Regions from separate parts of the Mus musculus genome. Here all the other regions are linked to region 3. A link is a contact called in public Hi-C data. All regions are on one chromosome and are shown on one strand. Each heading gives the region's core, a stretch centred on a gene start, on an enhancer-like site or on the middle of the called end of the contact. The rest is flanking DNA. Distances are from core to core; before and after follow the strand shown.

Region 1 (4,825 bases), core at 743-3,242, 510 kb after region 3:
TTTTGTTTACAGTGAATATCAACACCTTCCTGCTAGGTGCCAAAAGTTTCTGCTTAGAATATAAAGTTATTGAAAATATGTTAAAATGCCTTTCACATCTTACCAAGAGAAATACCAATTCTCAAAGTGCTACTTGATAAGAAATAAATTATTATAACAATCCTCTCAGAACTTAAGTTCAGAGACTACAGACAAGGTTCAGTGGTAAGAACATTTGCTATTTTTGCAGAGGTTCCTAATTCATTATCCAACACCTACCTGATAGCACAAAGCTATCTGTTAACTCCAGATCCAGAGAAGCTATGGTCTCTTCCACTCTCCAGAGGCAACACTTGTATATTTGGTGCACAGTCATACATGTGGGCAAAACAATCATATAGGTAAAGTCCAAATACATTTTAAAAATTTGAGTTCATGTGTATTTCCATACAATACTGAATCAATAGAGAAATGACCCATTTAGAATTCTTACTTATTTACTGGAGTACTAACTTTAGAGTTGATTTCTTACTTTAATCTATTCCCATCAATTCTCAGGGCCATGGTTCCTTTTCTGTAAAATGGCTCTCTCTAATATCCAGCATGCTTCTTGTACTAGATGGTTATGTGTGTCAACTTGACAAGCTGGAGTTATCACAGGGAAAAGGGCCTCCCTTGAGGAAATGCCACCATGAGATCCAGCTGTGAGGCATTTTCTCAATCAGTGATCAAGGGTGGGAGGGCCTATTGTGGGTGGTGCCATTCCTGGACTGGTAGTCCTGGCTTCTATACAAGAGCAGGCTGAGCAAGCTAGGGGAAGGAAGCCAGTAAAGAACATCCCTCCATGGCCTCTGCATCAGCTCCTGCTTCCTGACCTGAATGAGTTCCAGTCCTGACTTCCTTTGGTGATGAACAGCAATATGGAAATGTAAGCTGAATAAAACCTTTCCTCCTCTACTTCTTGGTCAGAATGTTTTGTGCAGGAAAGAGAAACCCTGACTAAGACATTTCTCATAATTACTTGGAAAGCTCAAGTCATAGTAAGTATTTCATATATACTTTTTATCATATTTTATATTTTTCATAACTTGGCTATTTCTTTTCCAAAAGTCTGGCAATGGTGTAGACCTTAGATTCAAGTTTACATAAGAGATGGATGTCAGGAAGTGGACACAAAGAACATGAACAGGTTTGATAAGGCACTGCACATTTTTCTACTATTTCTACTAGCTTTGGTGACTTTGTCTTATGTTATTGAACAGGGCTATTGATAACTGTTCCTTCTGAACCACTTCTGGGTAGCAACCATTGTCTCCAGGAGGTGATGAATGGGTAGTCTAAATCCAGTAATGAACTAGGGTTGATTCAACTCTTAGTGTCTTCAATGACAGACTTACATCTCTACTTGAGCTCATACTCAGGGAGAAGGGGCTTAAAAATGGCTGCAACAGAAGGATTTATACCACACAACCAACTAAGGCTTCAAGTCATGATAATACTGGAGCCAGTTATTGTGGGTATCTCAGCTGGTATGACACTCAGGATGTACCCCCCACACACTCCGAATTTCTAAATATATCTTTTTGTCAAGGCCAACTATAGAACTTGAACATCTCTTTCCCAAATGCCCTTCTTTTATCATTTTCTTTCCATTATACAATCATTATTTAGATGTGAAAAACCATACAATTATTTCCTACAATCATTTACAGTCTCATAATGCCTCTGAGTAAATTCAGAATTCCTATTTGGATAAAACAAATTATCATAGGTGATATGACCGGTAGCACACTATTATTATGAGTGTCTGCAGGCCATCCTGAGAAATGATTTCTTGCTTGACATATCTGCTAAATGGTAGATTTCTCCTAAATTTCTACCATGATTAAAACACTGTGGCAAACACCTTTATATGGCCCCAAATGGCAGAGAAATGTTTAAGAATAGAACCACAAACTGTTACTTTGTTTGGAGCCACTCTCTCTGCATTGTTGACAAGGTTGGGGAGAAGATGGCATGAACAGTTCCATCATGGCCAAGAAAAATTCAGCTGTCTCTGTAGCCGTTGAGAGAACCTGGTGATTTATGGAAGTCCTTTAAATGCTAACTGAATGTTGTGTGTGGGTGTGTTGAAATGTACTGCCAGGTGGTTCTCAAAAAAAAAAAAAAAAAAAAAAGCCTGCCAGGGCTTAAATCAGCCCTATCATCAGGATCAGAGCAAATGCCTGCTATTTTTCCACCATTTGTCAATTCTATATCAGCACGAGGACACCTGTTAGAAATGCTGTCACCTGATGCATAGAGTCAAACAACAAAATCAGAGTGAGTTTGGTAACAGCAAAGTAGCGTGCTGTGAGAGAGGCCAAGAGCTTCCGGGCAGCTTTCTTTGCCAAATTTACCTCCAGATTGCTGGGCGGTCTTGTCTCTGAACCTACCACCCAGGCAGCAAATCACGCCAACTAATCTGGTACACTGTGTTCCTCAGTAGCTCTGCTTTGAATATATTTGTGTATCTCTCCACCTGCTCTGTCCACCCAAGTGAATGTTCTGCTACTAAATGCATTTAGGCCTTTTTGTTTCCTTTATTAAATTCTTTATTTAATTCAATATATGAGACATTCCATATACAATATGCTCACCATAAAATAAACTACTGCGTCTCCTTAGGAAAAACGTGTCTTAATCTTATGAGACTGACAATTTGATTGAAAACAGATATTAAAATGCCCATGTTAAAAGGGGGCATGAGATGCAGGCTCTCATAAGAATTGTAACTAAGATAAAGAAAAGATTTCAGAAAGGGGATTAATTAAATGTGGAGATGTAAAACCAATGCTATCTTAGGTGAAAATCCATGGGTAAAAAGTTTTCTTAATTAATTAATGTATTTACTTTATATCTGTTTTGCAGCCTCCTATCCTTCCTTTCCTCCCAGTTCCTCCCTCTCACCTTCACTTCCTTCATTAACCCCATCCTCCTTTTCTCTTCAGTAAAGGGGAGCCCTCACATAGATATAAACCTACCTTGACATATCAAGTTGCAGTAGGACTTGGTGCAACTTTGCCTATGTTAGGGGAAAGGAATCCAAAGGCAGGCAACTGAGCCAGTGTCAGCCCCTTGTTCTTACCGTTAGGAGTGAAGTCTGAGCTGCACAACTGTTACACATGTGCAGAAGGCTTTGGTCTCTTCCATGCATGCTCTCTAGTTGGTAGTTCAGTCTCTGTGGGCATCTATGGGTCTATGTTAGTTGATTTTGTAGTGTTTCTTATGGCGTCCTTGACCTCTCTGGCTCTTTTAATCCTTCCTCCCCCTTCTCCACAGGATTGTCCAAGCTCTGCCTAATGTTAGGCTGTGGGTGTAGCATATGTTTCCATCAGTTGTGGGGTAAAGCCATGCAGATGACAGCTATGATAGGTGCCTGTCTGCAAGTATAGCAGAGTATCATTAATAGTCTCAGTGGTGGACTCCCTCCCATGGGGTAAGTCTCAATCTGGGCCAGTCACCGGGTCTCTATTCCCTCAATTTTTTGCTCCATCTTTTACTGCTGCATATCTTATAGGCAGGAGTGGCTTAACTAGCCCCCCCTCATAATTCCTGGGAGTTGCCATTGTCCATTTCTAGCTCAACTCAGAGATAGCTCTGACCACTTCCAGTTTTCTTCCATGTCTTCCACCAACTTGATCCCTCCTTTCTTTTCCTTTTCTTTCTTCTTCTTCTTCTTCTTTTCTTCTTCTTCTTCTTCTTCTTCTTCTTCTTCTTCTTCTTCTTCTTCTTCTTCTTCTTCTTCTTCTTCTTCTTCTTCTTCTCCTCCTTCTCCTCCTTCTCCTCCTTCTCCTCCTTCTCCTCCTTCTCCTCCTTCTCCTCCTTCTCCTTCTCCTCCTTCTCCTCCTTCTCCTCCTTCTCCTCCTTCTCCTCCTTCTCCTCCTTCTCCTCCTTCTCCTTCTCCTTCTCCTTCTCCTTCTCCTTCTCCTTCTCCTTCTCCTTCTCCTTCTCCTTCTCCTTCTCCTTCTCCTTCTCCTTCTTCTTCTTCTTCTTCTTCTTCTTCTTCTTCTTCTTCTTCTTTTTTTTTTTAGTATAGAATAGAGTTTATTCAGGGCATGGGGAGGGGAGTTAAGAGGGTAGTAGAGGCAGAGAGAGAGAGAGAGAGAGAGAGAGAGAGAGAGAGAGAGAGAGAGAGAGAGAAGCAGTGAAGTAGAGGCTGACAGTGAGCATTTGGAGAGATGGAGGAAGGGAACGGGGAAGGGAGGGAAGGGGCAAGGGCACAGAGCGGGGGCAAGAAGGGAAGAGCAAGAGGTCAAGAGAATAAGAGCTTGATCCCTCTTGTTTTTCTTCCCACCCCTCCTACATCCAGGCCCTTATATCTTCCATCAATGTCTATTCTGTTTCCCTTACTCAGGGAGATTCAAGCATTTTCCTTCTTTATTACTGGGTCTGGAGATTGTAGCATGATTATTCTGTACTTTATGGCTAATATCCATTTATAAGTGAGTACATATTATATTTGTGTTTTAGGGTTTGTGCTACCTCAGTCAGGATGACATTTTCTAATTCCACTGATTTGCCTGCAATTTCATTATGTCACTGTTTTTAATAGCTGAGTAATATGCCATTATGGAAATGTACATTTTTTTTTATCCATTCTTCAGTTGTGCAACACCCAGGTTGTTTCCAATTTCTAGCTATTATACTAAAGTGCTATGAACATAGTGAAGCATGTGTCCTTGTGGTATGGAAAAGCTTTCCTGGGTATAGCTGGATCATGAGGTAAAACTATTCCAAATTTTTTGAGAAACAGCCAAATTGATTTCCAAAGTGGCTCTATAAGTTTCACTCCCTACAGCAATGG
Region 2 (4,511 bases), core at 1,505-4,004, 660 kb after region 3:
CTTTGCAAGATCAAGGGCCTCTCCTCCCAATGATGGCCGATTAGGCCATCTTCTGCTACATATGCAACTAGAGACACAATCTCAGGGTGTAGTGGTTAATTCATATTGCTGTTCCTCCTATAGGGTTACATATGTGTGTGTGTGTGTGTGTGTGTGTGTGTGTGTGTGTGTGTGTGTGTGTAGTAAAATCCCACATATAGATCCCTTTAGCTCCTTAGGTACTTTCTCTAGCTCCTCCATTGGGGGCCCTGTGTTCCATCCAATAGCTGACTGTGAGCATCCACTTCTGTGTTTGCCAGGCACTGGCATAGCCTCACAAGAGACAGCTATATCAGGGTCATGTCAGCCAAATATTGCTGGCATATGCAATAGTGTCTGCATTTTGTGGTTGATTATGGTATGGATCCCTGGATGGGAAAGTCTCTGCAATGGAGCCTTTCGAAATTAGAATAAATCTAGTCTGGTTATGATATAATAGACAATTACCTGTGGGGATAGTATCTAAGAACTTAATGTGCATCTTCTTTCTCTTGTCTCCATGTTCATGCATGGAAGTGTTCTAGGCAGGAAGCACTGAATAAAGCAGGATTGATGTTGAAGCTTTGCTATAAGGGCACTGATCTGCATAATTATAGCCAGTAATGCTAAAGACTTAATGTTGCTGAGTTTCTTCCCTCTTAACTGATTCCTGTGTTACTCTGCTCAGCTGAGCAATTATAAAGGGTTGAGTCATTAAGTCTTGCAGAAGGTCAGATCCTCACTACATTAGTGCCATGAAACTGAAACTCCTTTGGTCTGATCTCTTACCTGACTGTTGGCACAGCGCCTACCATGTAGCAAGAACTAACGAATACTTGTAGACTGTATGAGAAAGCAAAATGAAAAGCAAATAATTCAGTAACCCAGCCCCAAGAACATTATCCCAGGGAGTTTACACAAATCAAATTGTGAAAATTTCTGCCTTGCCTGAATCTTTGTAGACACAGCACAATTTCTTCTAGGACCTGAAGGGTAATTACAATAATCATTCATGCCTCCATGCAGAAATAAGATATAACAGTCATATTTTCTGAAGGTATATTACAGCCTATACTTCATTTTGGAAAGTTTTATATAAAAAATTATCAGCTCCACTACAAGGATAATGAGGCTAATGTGGGGATATTGGCAAAATTAAATATATGAAAAATATAAATATATTATCTCCTATGTGTGTGTGTGTAGTAAAATTCCACTCATAGATCCATGCCACTACCACTACTTTGTTCCAATAGAAGCTTTTCCTACTTTCTTTATTAAATTTCTTGCTATTAAATATGGATTTTAATGTATTAAATTTGTTATCATAGACCCCATTCACATAAATATATACATGGAATACCTTGAAATGTTTTTACAAAACCGTGAGAAGGCTAAAGACTAAGATTTCTGAAATATGTAAGTATAAAGTAAAAAGTCAAGATGGTGAATACAGGGAGATTGTAGAGGAATACAGTGTGTTATAATAAAATAGTGTAGCCAGGCATGATAATATATGTGTATAAGCCCAGCACCAGGAAAACAACATCAGAAGAATCATCATAAGTTCAAGACCACACTATTCTATATAGTGAGTTCCAGAACAACCTAACAAGACTCTTTTACAAATAATTAAAACAAAAATAAATAAACTAATCAAAGTCTATAAAAAGATTCAACTTGAAGTAGATGTGCATATCTGTAGTCTTTTGATTCAAGAGTCATGAGGCAGAAAGAGCTGTAGATCATGAACAAAAATACAACTAAATCCATGTTTATTGTTAAGCAGAAATAAATGTCTTTTTACTTATGAGACAATTACACTTGAGTCAAGTCTATGATCCCTCTTCTACCAACCCATCAGTATCATTCAAAGAAAGAGCAGGTTGCCAACACAAGACAAACAGCAAATCTTATACTGTAGTATATAAATAAAGCTTATGGAAGGACCATAAAACAAAAGCACAGGGTGACAGACTGGTATGTCTTTCTTTCTTCAGAATTCATACATTTCTTCCTGGAAGAAAGAGGAAAGCTCATTAAGACAAAGAAAGTAAATGCTGTGTACAAGCTTCAGGGAGTAAATAATTTTCTAAAGATACGGAGAATTACAAGAATCACCTGCCCGCTCCTAAAGCTATATAAGCATTAATACGCTGGTGAGGAAAGACGCCCCGGTGTAACAACTGAGCTCCGTATATCGTTCAGAGTGTGCCAGGGATAAATCTTTGGCAATCATCGATATGCTTGGGTGAGATTTTGGCAATACAGCTCTTTGTGTTACGCATTCTCTGTAAGTAAACCCACCCACATACTGCTGCAAGTAACCCCAATAAACTCACTGATTCACTCAGCCAGACTTGGGGGTATTTATTATTTGTTTGTTTGTTTGTTTTGGTTTATCATCAATCAGGTGAGGTGAATAAGTGTCTGCCCCAGAAGTCATACATTACAGCTCATGAGAAAAAGGTCATTGGTTGGAAAAACAACAACAACAACAACAACAAAAAACCCATCATCACAAACTCAGTCAGTTCACCCAGTGATAAGACTGCTGTTTGAAAGATAATTAGAAAGACAAACAACCTTAACACATACTACCACCACCCTGTGCCAATGTTTGTGTCCAGCACAGTGTGCTCGTCTGCCACTGAACAGTTAACTTGTAAGCCTGGAAAACTGAACCACACAACTCAGCTCTTTCTACTTCTATTTTTTTGGATCAATTCAGCTTGGCTGAAGAGGAAGAGAAAACTGCCAAATTTCTACTAGGGTTTTAGGAAACATCTAGACAAATCCTAGCAGGAACTGAGGATATGCCTCATAAGTGAAATATTTCTAAAGGATGAAGAGTTTACCTTGAGAAGAAATAGAGGCCTCCCAGGTTGTGCTATTGGAAAATTTTCATCACACGCAATTATTAAAATGTGTGCATCTGTTTCTATAACCCACTTTGCGGCTATTATCTGCAACTCCTTGGATCCAGCTCCACTTCTGCCTCCCAGTTGAGTCCAATTTTGGCTCACACTCATCTTGGCCATCTAATGATGATGAAAATAGCATCTACCTACCACAGCATTTCATTTTACAGTTTACAAAACATTTTCAATTAATTATTTATAAGAGACCACTTACAACTAGAATAGGTTACCATTGCTATTTTTGCTTTAAAAATGTAGAACTAAATCTACAAAAGACAGGAAAAATTTAAAAAGGAAGAAAATAATGTTAATCAAGTTTGGGAAGAGAAGGAAAAGAATCAGAAACAGACTATAGGAAATGAGACTGTACAGTAGAACTGAGAGATGGCTTGGTGGTTAAGAGCAATGGCTGTTCTTCCAGAGAACCTGGGTTCAATTTGAGCATCTACATGACAGCTCATGATCATCTGTAACTCCAATTCTAGGAGATCTGGCACGTTATTTTGACTTCTGCAGAAACCAGGAAACCATGCAGTGCACATACAGATGTGCAGGTCAAACACCCATACACATTTTCTTTTAAAGTCTTTCCAATGGACAGTTGTAATCAATTCTTGTATAGGTTCTGGAGTTGAGGTTTGTCTCTTCTTCCTCAGGAGCCAAAAGTATAGCTTAGCACCTTCCCATGAGCAGTATTTCATTAATAAGTAAGTGTTCATATCTTATCTATTACAGAATACTGTGTTTGTTCCTCACTACTTCTAAATTCTTAACCTTCATCTTAAATTAAGATCCTTTTTTTTTTTTCTGAAGCACTTTTTCTTTTGTGAGAGAAACAAGGTACGTTGGAGTAAATGACAGAAGACTTCTTATTGTAAGCAAACAAACATCAAAAATAAAAAAAACAAGGTAGAAAACCAATTCAGGGAGGAGCCAAATTAACGAATAAATCACAACCTGTATATACATTCCATGATCAAACATTCTGTAAGTCTCCTGTTCTTTCAGAGCCTGTTTCCAGCCACCTGGGCTTCTTTCTTGTGTTCATTTCTTCCAATATTCTCACACTGTTTAAGAAACTAATTTTCCTGTAAACACTACGGACTGATGGTTTCCAAGAAGCACTGGCTGAGCAATAGATAAAGCCTGTAAACAGTGACCTGAAGCGTCCAGCTCCTGCAGTTTTGGGGGGGTTAGTTTTTGGTAATTTTTTGTATTATATTCACAGCTCATACTTACATTTCTGCTCCTGTTCTTTATGATGCAGATATTCAATGCAGAAGAGCCTCTTTTCTCTGAGTTCCTGGTTCATATTTGTGGCCTTGTACTTCTAGTTACAAGAAACAGCTTAGAATAGAGGTCTTTCTGAAAGAGTTGGTTTATGTATTCATATACAAAGATGAAAGCACTACCCATGGACACCCTGTCCTTAACAATCCATCCCAAAGCACCTCTAATACAAGTGGCTCATGACCACTTGTACTATTTTCTTCTGTGGCTTTCCATCCTCACCTTCACGCTACCTTTGTTCCTTTTCCACATCCCCACTATACAGCCTTTCAATCTGAAATA
Region 3 (4,721 bases), core at 680-3,179:
TGTCTCTCTATGAGAGTGTGTGTGTATGTTGGGCATAGGTGTTTGTGTGTTATGTGTATGATATGTGGGATGTTTGTATGTGGTGTGATATGTGAGTGTAGTGGGTGTGGATGTTTGTATCTGTATGTTTGTGTGGTGTGTGATGTATATATGTAATGTATATAGACGTGCACGAGTTTGTGTGTGTGTGTGGTGGGAGGCAGAGGTTGACCTTCCACTGCTCTCTGTTATTTTTTGAGACAAAGTCTATTCATTTATCTGTAGCTCACCAATGAGCTAAGGCTAACTGGCTACCAAGGCCTTACTAATAACCCTTACCTACTGCTAGAGTTAGGGTTATAGGTACAGGCTGCTGGGCTGGGCTTCGCCTTCCTTCCTTCCTTCCTTCCTTCCTTCCTTCCTTCCTTCCTTCCTTCCTTCCTGTGCTGGGGATCCAAACACTGGTTTCCATTCTTGTATTACAAGTTCTTTACTCACTCCCTGGCCTTCTAGATGCTTTCCAACAGGTTATCATATAACAGGTTATCATATCTCTAACATTATCCTCAAAGTACAGCTGAAGGTGATTTGCAAGGGTATTGATGTGCAGTGTCTTAGCCCTGCAGTCTAGAATACAATAATTGTCATAAATAAGCAGCAACTTGGTTCCATCAACAATGGGGATAGGTAACCTTGCCTGTGTCTCATACTCTGTGCTCGCAGAGGCTTTCAAATGGCTTTAAATAATGACAATACAAAGGAACGCCTTTGGAATGATTTAGGACTAAGATGCTAGGGGATTTAAAAATTTATTCTGGTATGCAATACTGTTAGTTATAGTAACAGTGTTCTCATTTGCTGAGGAGTCTCCATGCAGGCGAATGTTACATAGCACACAGGGCTAGGACTCTGAAGGATCAGGGACCAGAGGCAGCAGATAGCCTCTCTACTTTGAACAAACCCGAGTAATCCCATAGATGGGGCGGGAGTCACTCTAGTCATTAGTCTGCCTTTACAAACTATGAAGCTCCAGTAGATGCTGTTTTACTGGCAGCTGCCGGGGAAGCCTTATTCTCATCTAAAGCAAAGAGATCTTTTGCCTTTTAACTAGTTAATAGGAGACTTTGATCATTTTAAATAGCCCTTCTACTGGTGCTGTGCTAGAGCTTACGGATTCTTTAAAATTTGTATGACAAGATTAAATGTAGCCTTAAGAGTTGAGTTGGATTTTGAGATCCTGAGCAGTGCCCTATCTGACTTATCTGCAGTGAATCACAGGGTTTAAGCACTAATTATCAGAGTTGTCTCATTTGAATGAATGCTATTGTCATATCTACAGTCTGCCTTATGCTTGAGTACAGCTAAGTGTGCTGGTGGAAGCTCATCGTAATTAACTGTGTTTTGTGACCTGGGACACAGGTCCAAAATCAGTGCCGAGCTAGAAAACATTGGAAGCAAGCTAAATGCAGAGCCTTAGCAAAACATCCAGAGACTAAAAAAAGACCCCTCCCCTCCCCTGCCGTGGCTGGGCTTAAATGTGTTTGGTTTAATTTCAGTACGTTGGTTCCCTTTGGCTTTATAGTCTAGGAGATCCTGTTCAAAATACTTGCAAGTAAATGCTGCTAGGAGGAAGATTGTTGCCAGGAAGAGAGATTAGACATATGTGTTCCCATTCTTTGTTAATGGCTTTTGCTTGTTTTGGTTGAAATGAAAATGTTCCTGTACTAAAGAGAAATAAACCCCTCCCTTCCTGTTTGCAAATGTCTTTCATTTGCTGTTTATCTTAATTAAATATACAGTAGAAAAGAGAATGTAACTGCTGCTCCTTTAATATCAGAGCTGTGCATGCTACAATAGGTGTCACTGTTTGGCTTCATCCAATCCTGATTGGTGGCTTCAGCTATTGGCTCGGAGCTCTGGCTGTCTGACTCCGTCTGCAGGGCTGTAATACCTACTCTCCTCTCCCGATCCATTCACCACACAACTTCACCGGCCGGCCGCGGCCGTACTGACTCGCTGGGCTCGCCACATCTTGCTAACCTAATTCAGAAAGCAAGCGCCTCAGCTCTCTCTCTGCCTGCCTCCTTTGCTCAGCTTTGCAGGTGATCCAGAGAACGGCTGGTTTTATGCGCAAGTAAGAAAACCAGGAATCATGATGGGAATGTATTTAACAGATCCGGTCCTGGATAAAACTTAAAGCCAGTTTCTCTTCAACATAGTGAAAAGGTCACCTTGCCTGGCTGGGAAAAGCAGGAAGAAAGCAGCCTGCCGGTCTCTGTTAACATCTTAGCTCCGGCTAGCCTCTTTGCCTTGATGTTTGAGCAGTTTTGCGAGATCTAGCTCTAAAGAGAGACATCCTGTACTCATGGTAGATGATAAAGAAAAGAACATGAAATGTCTCACCTTCTTCTTGATGCTTCCAGAGACAGTAAAGAACAGGTCCAAAAAAGGTTCAAAGAAAGCCAACAGCAGCGGTGGCGGCGGCGGCGGCGGCAGCGTTGGCAGTGGGAGCAGCAAGTTGCCCCCAGTTTGTTATGAAATAATTACCTTGAAGACTAAAAAGAAGAAGAAGATGGCTGCTGATATATTCCCCCGTAAGAAGCCAGCCAACTCCAGCAGCACCACTGTCCAGCAGCAACACCAGCACAACCTCTGTAACAACAACCTCATCCCGGCCCCCAACTGGCAGGGTCTTTATCCCACCATCCGAGAAAGGTAAGCGCCCTTGCTGGCAGGCTAGCGTGTTTACTCTCAAAGTTTGCCGGTGGTGAAGTCTCTGCTTTTTCATGACTGTAATGCAGTTTACCACGAATCCCTGCTCCTCTTCCCCAGAGGCTCTACTGGTAATGGAAAGCTGCCTTGTATCTTTTCCAAAGCAGTACAGCTGTTTTCCTCTTAGATAAAAATATTTTTGCAAGCTGTAACATTTAAGCAGCAGCTTTGTGTCTGTGGAGCACAGAGACAGGAAACCCTTCATTTGTCCTAAGCCCTGTAAAAGTTTAGTTAACTTTTAAAACTTGAGTTCCTTGCCATGTGTCTGCAGTGGTTTCAGGCAGTGGTGTGGCTGGACCCTTTGTATGCTCTTTAGCTGGGAGTGGAACGCTGAGCTGTTGTTGCTTAGCTTAACTCTGAAGTTTTGCATGTTGGGGAAAGGGCTGCTAAGAATACAGGCTGTTGTGAATTAATGACTCGCCTCTTGTTTGTAGAAATGCGGTGATGTTCAATAATGACTTGATGGCAGACGTACATTTTGTGGTTGGGCCACCAGGTGGGACTCAGCGGTTGCCAGGACACAAAGTAAGCAACAGCTGCATTACCGGTTTAGTCCTGAGATTTACATAGAGGGACCCTGTCAGCACAGAGCTTGGTGTGGGCAGGCAGCCCGCCGGCAGCCACTGCATGGTTCGCCCAGTTACAGAGAATATAGACCTTTGGCCACACTTCATTTTGTCTTTGTTTCCTTCTACACGGTTGTATATATCACCCAGAAATGTGCGCTTCTCACTCTCCAGGGCTAGGAAATGTTGTAACTGGCTTGGAAAGTCCTCTGTTTACTGTACCTATAGAAATCCGATAAAGAGCCCATGGTTTGATTTATTTCCCAGTGGGGTGGGGGTGTATATTAATGTCAAAGCTTTGAGATATTGATGGAGAGCCCACTTTGTGTGACAGTCTCATGCTCCCTGTCCAGTGCACCATAGCCTGGCTGTTTACGACGGTGGGCTATGTACCTTACGTGCCCCCGGCCCTCAGTGGCTAGTGGTTTTGGGGATTGACTCTGCAAATGCTTTCAGTGTAGTGTGTGAAGGGAGCTCTCCCTTTCTCCACAGTACGTCCTCGCTGTCGGGAGCTCAGTGTTCCATGCAATGTTTTACGGAGAACTCGCTGAGGACAAAGATGAAATCCGAATCCCAGACGTCGAACCTGCTGCCTTCCTCGCCATGCTGAAGTAAGCATGATGTGTGTGTTTGGAAAGAGTTTCTTGTGCTGTGTTCCTGCTCTGCTGGCCTCTCAGTCAGATCTGAGTTTCCTGTAAGCGAGAGATTCTAAAGAGAGGGGGTGCTGCTTGCCTTGTAAATGGTCTTAGAACCGCTCTTCTGTGCTCGGGGAAGTCCTATGGAATGTCGCAGGCAGTTAGAGCCATTCCTTAGCCTAGAGCCTAGGGGCAAAGAGCTCACGTGGTGAGCTGCTTTTAGGGACATTTTAAAAGAAAAATAGCTTTCTGGAATAAACACTGTTTAATAGGGATGTTCTCCTTCTGAAAGCAGGACACTTTAAGGAGGCTTCAGAGAAATAGACCTTTACTTCACAATGAGAGCAGTGATGTACCTTGTTTAGCTAGCAACACTAGGACGACACATGCCTTCTGTGTTGTCTAATGCCACCAGAAGTGGAACTTAGTATCTCATCTTTGACTACATATATTTTACCCACAAAATTGGACATGCAAATTTTTGATGAAGAGATTTTTGAAGGGATTGTTTCCTATAGTTGTCTGTAGATTAATACAAGCAATTTTAAATTAGTAATATAAAAACGTAAAAAAGATTGGGGTAGTCACATATTTACTTAAAATTTTTCATATCTTATAGATACTTTACAGACTCTACTGCATGTTAATCGGGTCCTGGGAATCATCTTTACCAGGGTCTAATGCTAAACAGTGAGATTAAGCCTAGTTATTATAAGTTGTATTTATAAGGTTTTTCTTAACTGTTCAAGGCTATATTTTGATCTGGGAA

What was found. Hi-C and Micro-C count contacts between places; a contact is called where the count stands out from the background.
Region 1: a contact with region 3 is called in a Hi-C map of cortical neurons, with 2.3 times the contacts expected there. The contact joins the enhancer-like site here to the promoter of Btbd3 in region 3. A contact is called at or near these places in 5 of 484 Hi-C or Micro-C datasets (brain, cerebellar granule neurons, cerebellum and 2 more) and 2 of 115 datasets of contacts at active chromatin or transcription factors (embryonic limb bud and forebrain).
Region 2: a contact with region 3 is called in a Hi-C map of cerebellar granule neurons, with 2.6 times the contacts expected there. The contact joins the enhancer-like site here to the promoter of Btbd3 in region 3. A contact is called at or near these places in 2 of 484 Hi-C or Micro-C datasets (cerebellar granule neurons and cerebellum) and 1 of 115 datasets of contacts at active chromatin or transcription factors (forebrain).

Annotation. Positions count from the first base shown.
Region 1 is chr2:138,790,864-138,795,688 of GRCm38.p6, forward strand. No RefSeq gene overlaps it. Among named protein-coding and RNA genes, the nearest start is that of Mir1952, 27 kb to the right of the region's middle. Within about 2 kb of position 1,993, at least 12 of the 459 cell types and tissues checked have an H3K27ac peak or open chromatin away from gene starts, as enhancers often do. A contact at or near this core is called in cerebellar granule neurons, cortical neurons and ventral hippocampal neurons, where this site is marked.
Region 2 is chr2:138,936,542-138,941,052 of GRCm38.p6, forward strand. No RefSeq gene overlaps it. Among named protein-coding and RNA genes, the nearest start is that of Mir1952, 120 kb to the left of the region's middle. Within about 2 kb of position 2,755, at least 2 of the 459 cell types and tissues checked have an H3K27ac peak or open chromatin away from gene starts, as enhancers often do. A contact at or near this core is called in cerebellar granule neurons and cerebellum, where this site is marked.
Region 3 is chr2:138,276,564-138,281,284 of GRCm38.p6, forward strand. It overlaps Btbd3 (BTB (POZ) domain containing 3), which reads left to right and starts at 1,930. Exons shown (of 4, transcript NM_145534.2): 1 at 1,930-2,694; 2 at 3,186-3,276; 3 at 3,810-3,928. The coding sequence starts at 2,345.